Linked DNA regions of Sparus aurata: region 2 is linked to region 1. A link is a contact called in public Hi-C data. All regions are on one chromosome and are shown on one strand. Each heading gives the region's core, a stretch centred on a gene start, on an enhancer-like site or on the middle of the called end of the contact. The rest is flanking DNA. Distances are from core to core; before and after follow the strand shown. Region 1 holds the start of LOC115570212 (protein adenylyltransferase SelO-like). Region 2 holds the start of LOC115570115 (coiled-coil domain-containing protein 106-like).

Region 1 (3,597 bases), core at 792-3,291:
AGGCCCCATCAATTAACAGATTCTCTCAATCTCACAATCTAATACAAATTATTAAAACCTAAACCTTGCCCTCCTCTCTCACCTGGCAGCCCTGCTGGTTGGGACACCCAGGACATGCATGGCTTCACTGCACAGGAACTCCCTCACAGAAGAACGGATCACAGCTCGACCATCTCCTGACCTGCAATAAAAGTTGGTATCATGTGATGCAATGTTGACGGATGTAGCAAAAAGAGAAACAAGAAAACAAGGATGAAAAGGAAGAAAAAGGGAACAAAGAAAAATAACCAACATACCTTGAATAAGGTGTTTTTCCAGAGCCTTTAAGCTGCATCTCCCATACTTCTCCTTTCCTGCGGTGCAAACATTTATAAGGGAAATATATTGCGGATTTAACTGATGAAGCACCTTAAATATACAAAAAATATTCTCACCTGTTGGTGTACTGACCGAGAGAATGTGCTCGACCATCACCCAGCTGACCTGCCCAGTAGCCAAACTGATGGAGAGAAGTACAACACATTTTCTTGTCAGTGATCAGAGCCTGTCTCTGATGTTCACAGGTGTTATCATCTTAAATTAAAGGTACAGAGAACGCAAAGTTTCCTTTGCTTAATATAGAGTTGATAACATTTCTGCTGAGGTAACTCTGTATTTGTCAGAAAGATTGTTTATGTTTACAAATACCAGAAATCTCTTCTGATCTTTTATCAGTAGAGAAAAGTAATTAAGTTATTCAGCTCAGCCAAAGTGTGGACATATGAGTGAAACCTGGATTGTTTCATCTAACTAAATGGGTTTGGAAACCAACTCTACCTGATGACCTCCGTATCTGTGCGCAAGTGGTACAGATCCTGGCAGCAGTCTGCCACCGCTGGCATAATGAAGGAACTCCTCAGACTGTGTTACAGCCATGTCTACATCTAAGATCCCCTCAATGACATCCTGTAGAGACAATTCGAAGTATAAATGAATTCTTCTGTTATTAGTAAATAAACATCATGAGATGCTGTTGATGATTTTACGTCACCTTCGAAACTGCTGCCAGTCTTAACGGGCCTTTCAGTGGAGTTGGAAGGGATTTGGAGAATACGCAGTTCTTAACGGTGCGAACGAAGTTGCCATCGACCTCGTCTACTGGGAATGCTTCTGCAGAGAGGACAGAACGATAGTGACCCTTTCACTATGTTGACATCTGTTTAAACACCTCAACCTGTAATGTCCAGAACCAGTTTTACCTAGGAGATTCTTGCAGGACACTCTGAATTGTTCCAGGTCCTGTATGAGGTTTGAAGCGTTCATGTTCCACCTGGATTTGACGCTGTCTGATGTCGTTCTGTCATGACTGTGGCAGTCACGGTCAGTACTCTGACAGAACTCCAGCACATGTACAGGTGAGATGCTGGCTGCTGCTACTAGAGCGAAGACTACTGTGTGGATCGTACGACACATTTCTACAGACACAGTAGTTGTCTCCTTTCAGTGTTAATTATTATATACTTAATATTCAAATGTTAGTACTTAGTAAGTTTAACCTATTAAAACATGCATCATATTATATTTGGAATGATTTTCTTTCAAAATCTGAAGCTAGAAAGCAACTACTTACTATTTGTTGTCAAAATGTGCTGCAATTAAAAGTATGTATATATTTTTTTAACTACCACTACTACTACTCGATTACCTCACTCCCCAAATGTAGTGTAGATGAAAATACACATCAGTATGTGCAAGTGTATAGGCTAGTACTTGTATACAATGATGGAATGTAACTAAGAACTGTACAAAAATACAATTTGAAGGTACCTCTGTATTTTTTAGGTTGTTAGGTACATTTATTCAATGCATGTATAAACATACCTCACTAATTAGTTACTAAGTTACTTTACACCACTGGCAAAAAGCTACCAATGTTAGCAGATGACCAGTTAGCATGCATGTAAATGCTTTATATCCCATAAAAAAGTACCTAGTAACACTTGAAGTGACAGTTAAAGAAGTAAAACTCGAAGCCACTCTTATATTAAGTTGTCAACACTCCCGTGGAAATAAAACGGTATGTAAACACACTTTAGGTCAGGTTTACCCTCAAAATATCCCCTCTAGCTTCGTTAGCGTTGCTAGCGTTAGCTGTTGTGAAACACCGGTAGCTATGGTTACGAGGTTAGCTAGCTACCCAGCTAGCTTGTAGCCTCGTCGCAAATATGCTAGGTTACTATATTTTCTGACGCCAAACAACAAACATTTTATAACTTTAGTTTAACGTTAAACATATGTTATCGTAGTTTACACCTTATTTAATTTGGAAGGTAGTTTATAGCTCCTAAACTCTCTCACGATGATCCATGTTATGAAACGTCATCAACAGACGCCCGCTGACTCTTTTTCCGGTTCCGTTCAAATATATAACCCGTCCTAATGCACGCTTCTCGGGAACATGGCGGGTCCGTGGTGGAGGCAGTGCCGGAGGTGGAGTACAAACGTTACGAGCACGGGTTTATTTGAAACACTGTGGCAATACAGCGTCAGGTCCGTGTCCGTGTCCGCGTCCTCTCTGGGGCGGACGTCCTGGAGCTCCTGGCCGGGGAACGAGGTGAGTTTGCAGCAGAGCACCTGGGCTGTCAAACCCCGGAAGGTCATACACACCACCGAGCAGACAACCGGCCACAGTACATGGTGGTTGTACTCCTCCAACGTGTTTATTACTTCAGTGAATGTGACAGTTCCTGGTTGTGTATCTGCCGTTTGTGTTTCGCCAGAGTTACTTCTGTTTTATAAGAAAATGCCTTGATGAATGGAGACTTGTTGCAGTAGGTGTTGGCTCGTTCTCAGCCTGCTCAGCTGACATAAAGGTCAAAACCTGCTTCTGATATTACATTAAGCGCTGTCCTTTACTCAGCCGGCTGTACACTGTAAATCTAACCAATGTCCGGCCCAGTCTCCATTCATTTAGCTTTATTTTACCCCCTCCTACATTCATTCATTTGTCATTGAGTCACCTGTGCCACTCCAGATCTCATAAACAACATACAACAAAAAGTACAATATTTCATGATCAGATGAAGACTTCAGACTGTTTTTATTAATATTGTTTACATACACTTATGGTATCATGTTGTATTATTGCAGATAGTTAAGTTGCTCTTCCTGTAAATTAAGTTTTGACAAAGGGTGTGATATTATATTTAAGGATCTTTTCCCAGCAACCAGAACTAGCTGGCTTAGTTGGTCTAAAATGAGTAAAACGCCTTTTTGTATCATGTCCTCTTTGAATTTTCAGTGGCGGCCATCAGCACTACCAACACAGAAAAAGCTGCATACTGTAAACTTAACCTCATCTATCACCAGGTGAGTTGTTTTAACCACTGTAATCAAATGTTGTGTATTTTTTTTGCATAAATTGCATTAAATTGTTGTGGTTGTATTTTTCCCATGGACCCGATGTTGTGGTGGTAACAGTCGTAAAGGAGTTTAAATGGATAAAAAAGCCAGTATTGTCATGGGACTTTGGACTATCACAGATATATCATCCTCAGCGTATTTGTTGTCAAATGCATCATAATGCGGAAAAACGTGTTTTGGTGCTCTGGTGTCAAT
Region 2 (3,597 bases), core at 698-3,197, 170 kb before region 1:
ACCTTGATTATTCTTTGCGCCCAGGGCTGTTATCTGTCACCCTCCGTGCCCCGAAACTCAGTGACAGTTCACTCTGACGTCACTGCTGTCTAAACTAATGCAATCACTCCATATGGCTTGAAGTTTGTCCTGATAAATGAAGAATTGTGAAAGTCTGCAAAGAGGGCATATCAGTACGTGTCATGGCGGCTATGCAATGTAACGTGAATGGATTTTTATACATTTTCCTCACAGCTGATTCGCAGAAGAGAATATATATTTTATCGGTTGCTTATTCTATTTTTTTGTTTGTTTTTTTTGCGTTTTTATCCTTTACCACAAATAGAAAACGAACTTGACAAATCCAAATGACGCCTCACCGTGTTATACATTTTTTGTATGTTATGACTAACGCAGTATAGTGTTTAATATATAAATAATATTTAGTTTACTGTTTTAGGTAGGCCAGAGGGTATATGAGAAGAAACCCGTAAACATTCAGTACCTGATGTCTCTTATCTGTGTCCCCACACGGCAGCTGATACTTGTTAAAAATGACCACTATTGTAAAACGAGCTGAGTAGATACAGTAGGTGAGATAGTTGCAACATCAACCAGGACATTAGTCGGGTCGTTGGACTTGTGTTTGTCTCTCTATAGCCAAAGAATTTTAGTCTAACAACAAATAAAGTTGCCTGTAACGTCCTCGTGTCTGATTTCATTCAACCAATCAATGTTTATTTACTCTGATGATGGACATTTTTTGTTTACATGCACACTAGTAATCTGTTCTTTGTATTAGCTTAGTACTCTGTAGAAACCAGCCTCATTTAGCATGTAAACTCCTGATCTGGGTTTCTGAACATTCTCCTGCGGTACAGATTATAGGGAAATTAAGACACCTGAGTATAGTGTTAAAGTGATGCATAGAATGATATGAACAACCAGGTTTCTATGTAAACATTGTAACCTGAATTATATCAAAAGCCAAACAAAGACAAGGACAAAGACTGGAAATTAGCTGAAGCTAGACGTCTTATATGCATCCCATTTTCCCATTTTCTGTGGCAATGTTGTATGTATCGTCCCTGTTAAATAAACATTAAAATAAATAAATAAGATAGAGATTGGTATATTAATGCTCTGCTTGACATGGCCCTCTAGTCATTTGCACTGAAAACACAGACACAAAAGCAAAACAAATGACTAACTTTGAGAATTTAGAAGTCTATGTCAGGCATTGAGAGCAACTTGCCAATTACAAAAACATCACACCATCTATGTGTAACGTATAATATCCTAAAATCACTGTTCAGCAGTGATGAAAAGTCACTAAGTACATTTACCCAAGCACTATCTTTGTATTTAATGTGAATAATTCCATTTTATGTTGCTTTGTCCTTATCCTATACATTCAGATTAATTAATAGAAGACGTTATTGACATTATTAACGCGATATTAAGGCGTCGGAACGAGATAAATGGAGTTTAATTATTTTTTTAAACTCCATCAACCAGTGGCCAAGACTGTGGATGTCAGAGGGAAACATCTGTCTATCACACAGCTGTCTATAAAACGACACGCCCCCTTTCTTCAGTCCTATGCTGCCTTTAAGTTTTGTCGGAAATATGCCAATTAAAAATTCGTAAACCCACAAAGTGTGAAATAATAATATATGCATCTTCATATTAGCAGTCGACATGTGGTGATAATTGGTTATCCGTTTATTATAGGCCATTTAAATCACCTAGCTGTTAATCAAGTTTTTCCTGATGATAAGACTATTTCTAAGATAATGCTTGCAGATATATTAATCATGTCTTCGATTTGACACTGTGTCATACATTTCGCATCTTTTTTATTCTTTAGGCTTAATTTCATGTATTTATGTAGTTCAGGACCATGATCATATAAAATCCCATGAATCAACGACTTTTCCCTCCAGCCCCTGAAGGCAGCGTATGACGCGACGTGCCCTGTAGCCACGCCCCCCATCAGACGTGCCCCTGTAGTCTCGCATTTCTTCACTCGTCTCTGTTGATGTTTCTGATCAAAACGGGGCATTTCTCACGAAGTGACACATCAGCGAGCAGGAAAACAAACACAGGAACGTCTCCGCCACCTGTTTCACCCGCTGGACTCTCTTGAAGGTACGTTTTCCTGCGTGTTTCACCGGCTTTGTGTCTCCTTTTCTCTCCTTTTTTGCTGCTTAATTACAGTCATTAGCATCCATCTTGGTAGGAGCTAGCTAATTAAAACCACCGCAGGGAGAAATTGTCCGGCCCTTTAGCCCTCAGCGTGACACCTTTGTTTGTTTCATGGGGTTAATAACTTCTGTCATGCCGTACATGCATGTTATGATTTAAAAACACAGCTGTATTTCTGTAATAGCCTGTGTAATAAAATCAATAGTGATAAAGATGACAGGCCTGCAGACTTTAGCTCTTTATTAGTGTTTCTACTTCATGTGCTCGCTCTCAGAAATGTCCAGTTTCTTTATGGACTGCGGTAGTTTATTCCCATGAGAGTAATGCGCATGTTAACTGGATGTGTCAGATGTTGGGGGCCAGATTAATCACTGCAGCACTTCTTAGCTTAATTGTGTTTTGCTGCTGCTGCAGCAGGCACATGTTAAACAGCCCATCATCATCATCTCCATGGAAACATGGAGTGAAAACACTCATGTCCACTTCCTGCAACAAAAACATGCAGATAAAGCTGCTGCATCTCTAGTCTGTTCTGATGTCTGACATGTTGCACTCAGGTCATCATGCACCTGAATGCACCACTTGTCTTTTTTGTGGAAACACCCTGCAGCCAGTAACCATATAACACCTTCTATGGTTACAAAACACAGGCTGAAGTAATGCATAACTAATGCATGACTCATAATGGTTTAATGAATCATTATTAATGTAGCATGAATTCCTGTTACTCGCCGTTAACAAATTATAAAGTCACTATGAGTTTGTGTGGTTAGTTAAAGGGGCACTTCACCCATTTTTCTCATTAAGGAAGTCGTTTATCTTGGTTTTTGCCTTGAGACGCCATTGAGGTTTGAAACCAAGCGATTTAATGATAGATGCCGCTGAATTGCATATGAGAGATGTAGGAGCCAGTGTTAGAGACCATTAAATTATCATCACATATCATCATTTATGATATTCACTATATATCGGTATCAGGGAAATTATTGCGCATAAATGTACACACTCTGGTGGTTTTCACGTTTAAAGTCAGCTTGAGAAAAAAAGAAAAGAAAAGAAGAACAAGCGCAACAACAACGCTTGTTCTTCTTCTCTTTTTGAAGGAAGCCTTTCTTAAACTTAAGCAAGTAATTATCAACATCAGTAAAAAAAAAAGTATCGATATCATTCTTCCTTATCTGTTTTTTGTTAAGCTTTAAAGTCTAAAAGTCAGGATGTCTCAGCATCTTCTGTTTCCATTTCACCAACATGTCAACAGAGACAACCTCTTGTTAGCAAGTGTCAATCAGATATGATACTGTGGTTTTGCACCATCATCTTCACATAACACAGTCAAATTCTTTTAAAAACCACAAACCAACATGATAACAGAATAGATGAGAACTCTAGTGCTACAGCTTATCTTGTAAA

Evidence for each region. A called contact is a pair of places that touch in the nucleus more often than the background predicts.
Region 2: a Hi-C map of an unstated tissue shows a contact between it and region 1, with 2.9 times the contacts expected there. The contact joins the promoter of LOC115570115 here to the promoter of LOC115570212 in region 1.

What each region holds. Positions count from the first base shown.
Region 1 is chr19:23,449,634-23,453,230 of fSpaAur1.1, reverse strand. It overlaps LOC115570212 (protein adenylyltransferase SelO-like), which reads right to left and starts at 2,041. Exons shown (of 19, transcript XM_030398635.1): 1 at 1,239-2,041; 2 at 1,031-1,149; 3 at 817-945; 4 at 435-499; 5 at 297-353; 6 at 83-181. The coding sequence starts at 1,452. pdss1 (prenyl (decaprenyl) diphosphate synthase, subunit 1) reads left to right here and starts at 2,404. Exons shown (of 11, transcript XM_030398641.1): 1 at 2,404-2,593; 2 at 3,281-3,348. The coding sequence starts at 2,438.
Region 2 is chr19:23,616,451-23,620,047 of fSpaAur1.1, reverse strand. LOC115570115 (coiled-coil domain-containing protein 106-like) reads left to right here and starts at 1,947. Exons shown (of 5, transcript XM_030398412.1): 1 at 1,947-2,130. It overlaps anxa13 (annexin A13), which reads left to right. Exons shown (of 11, transcript XM_030398414.1): 11 at 1-684.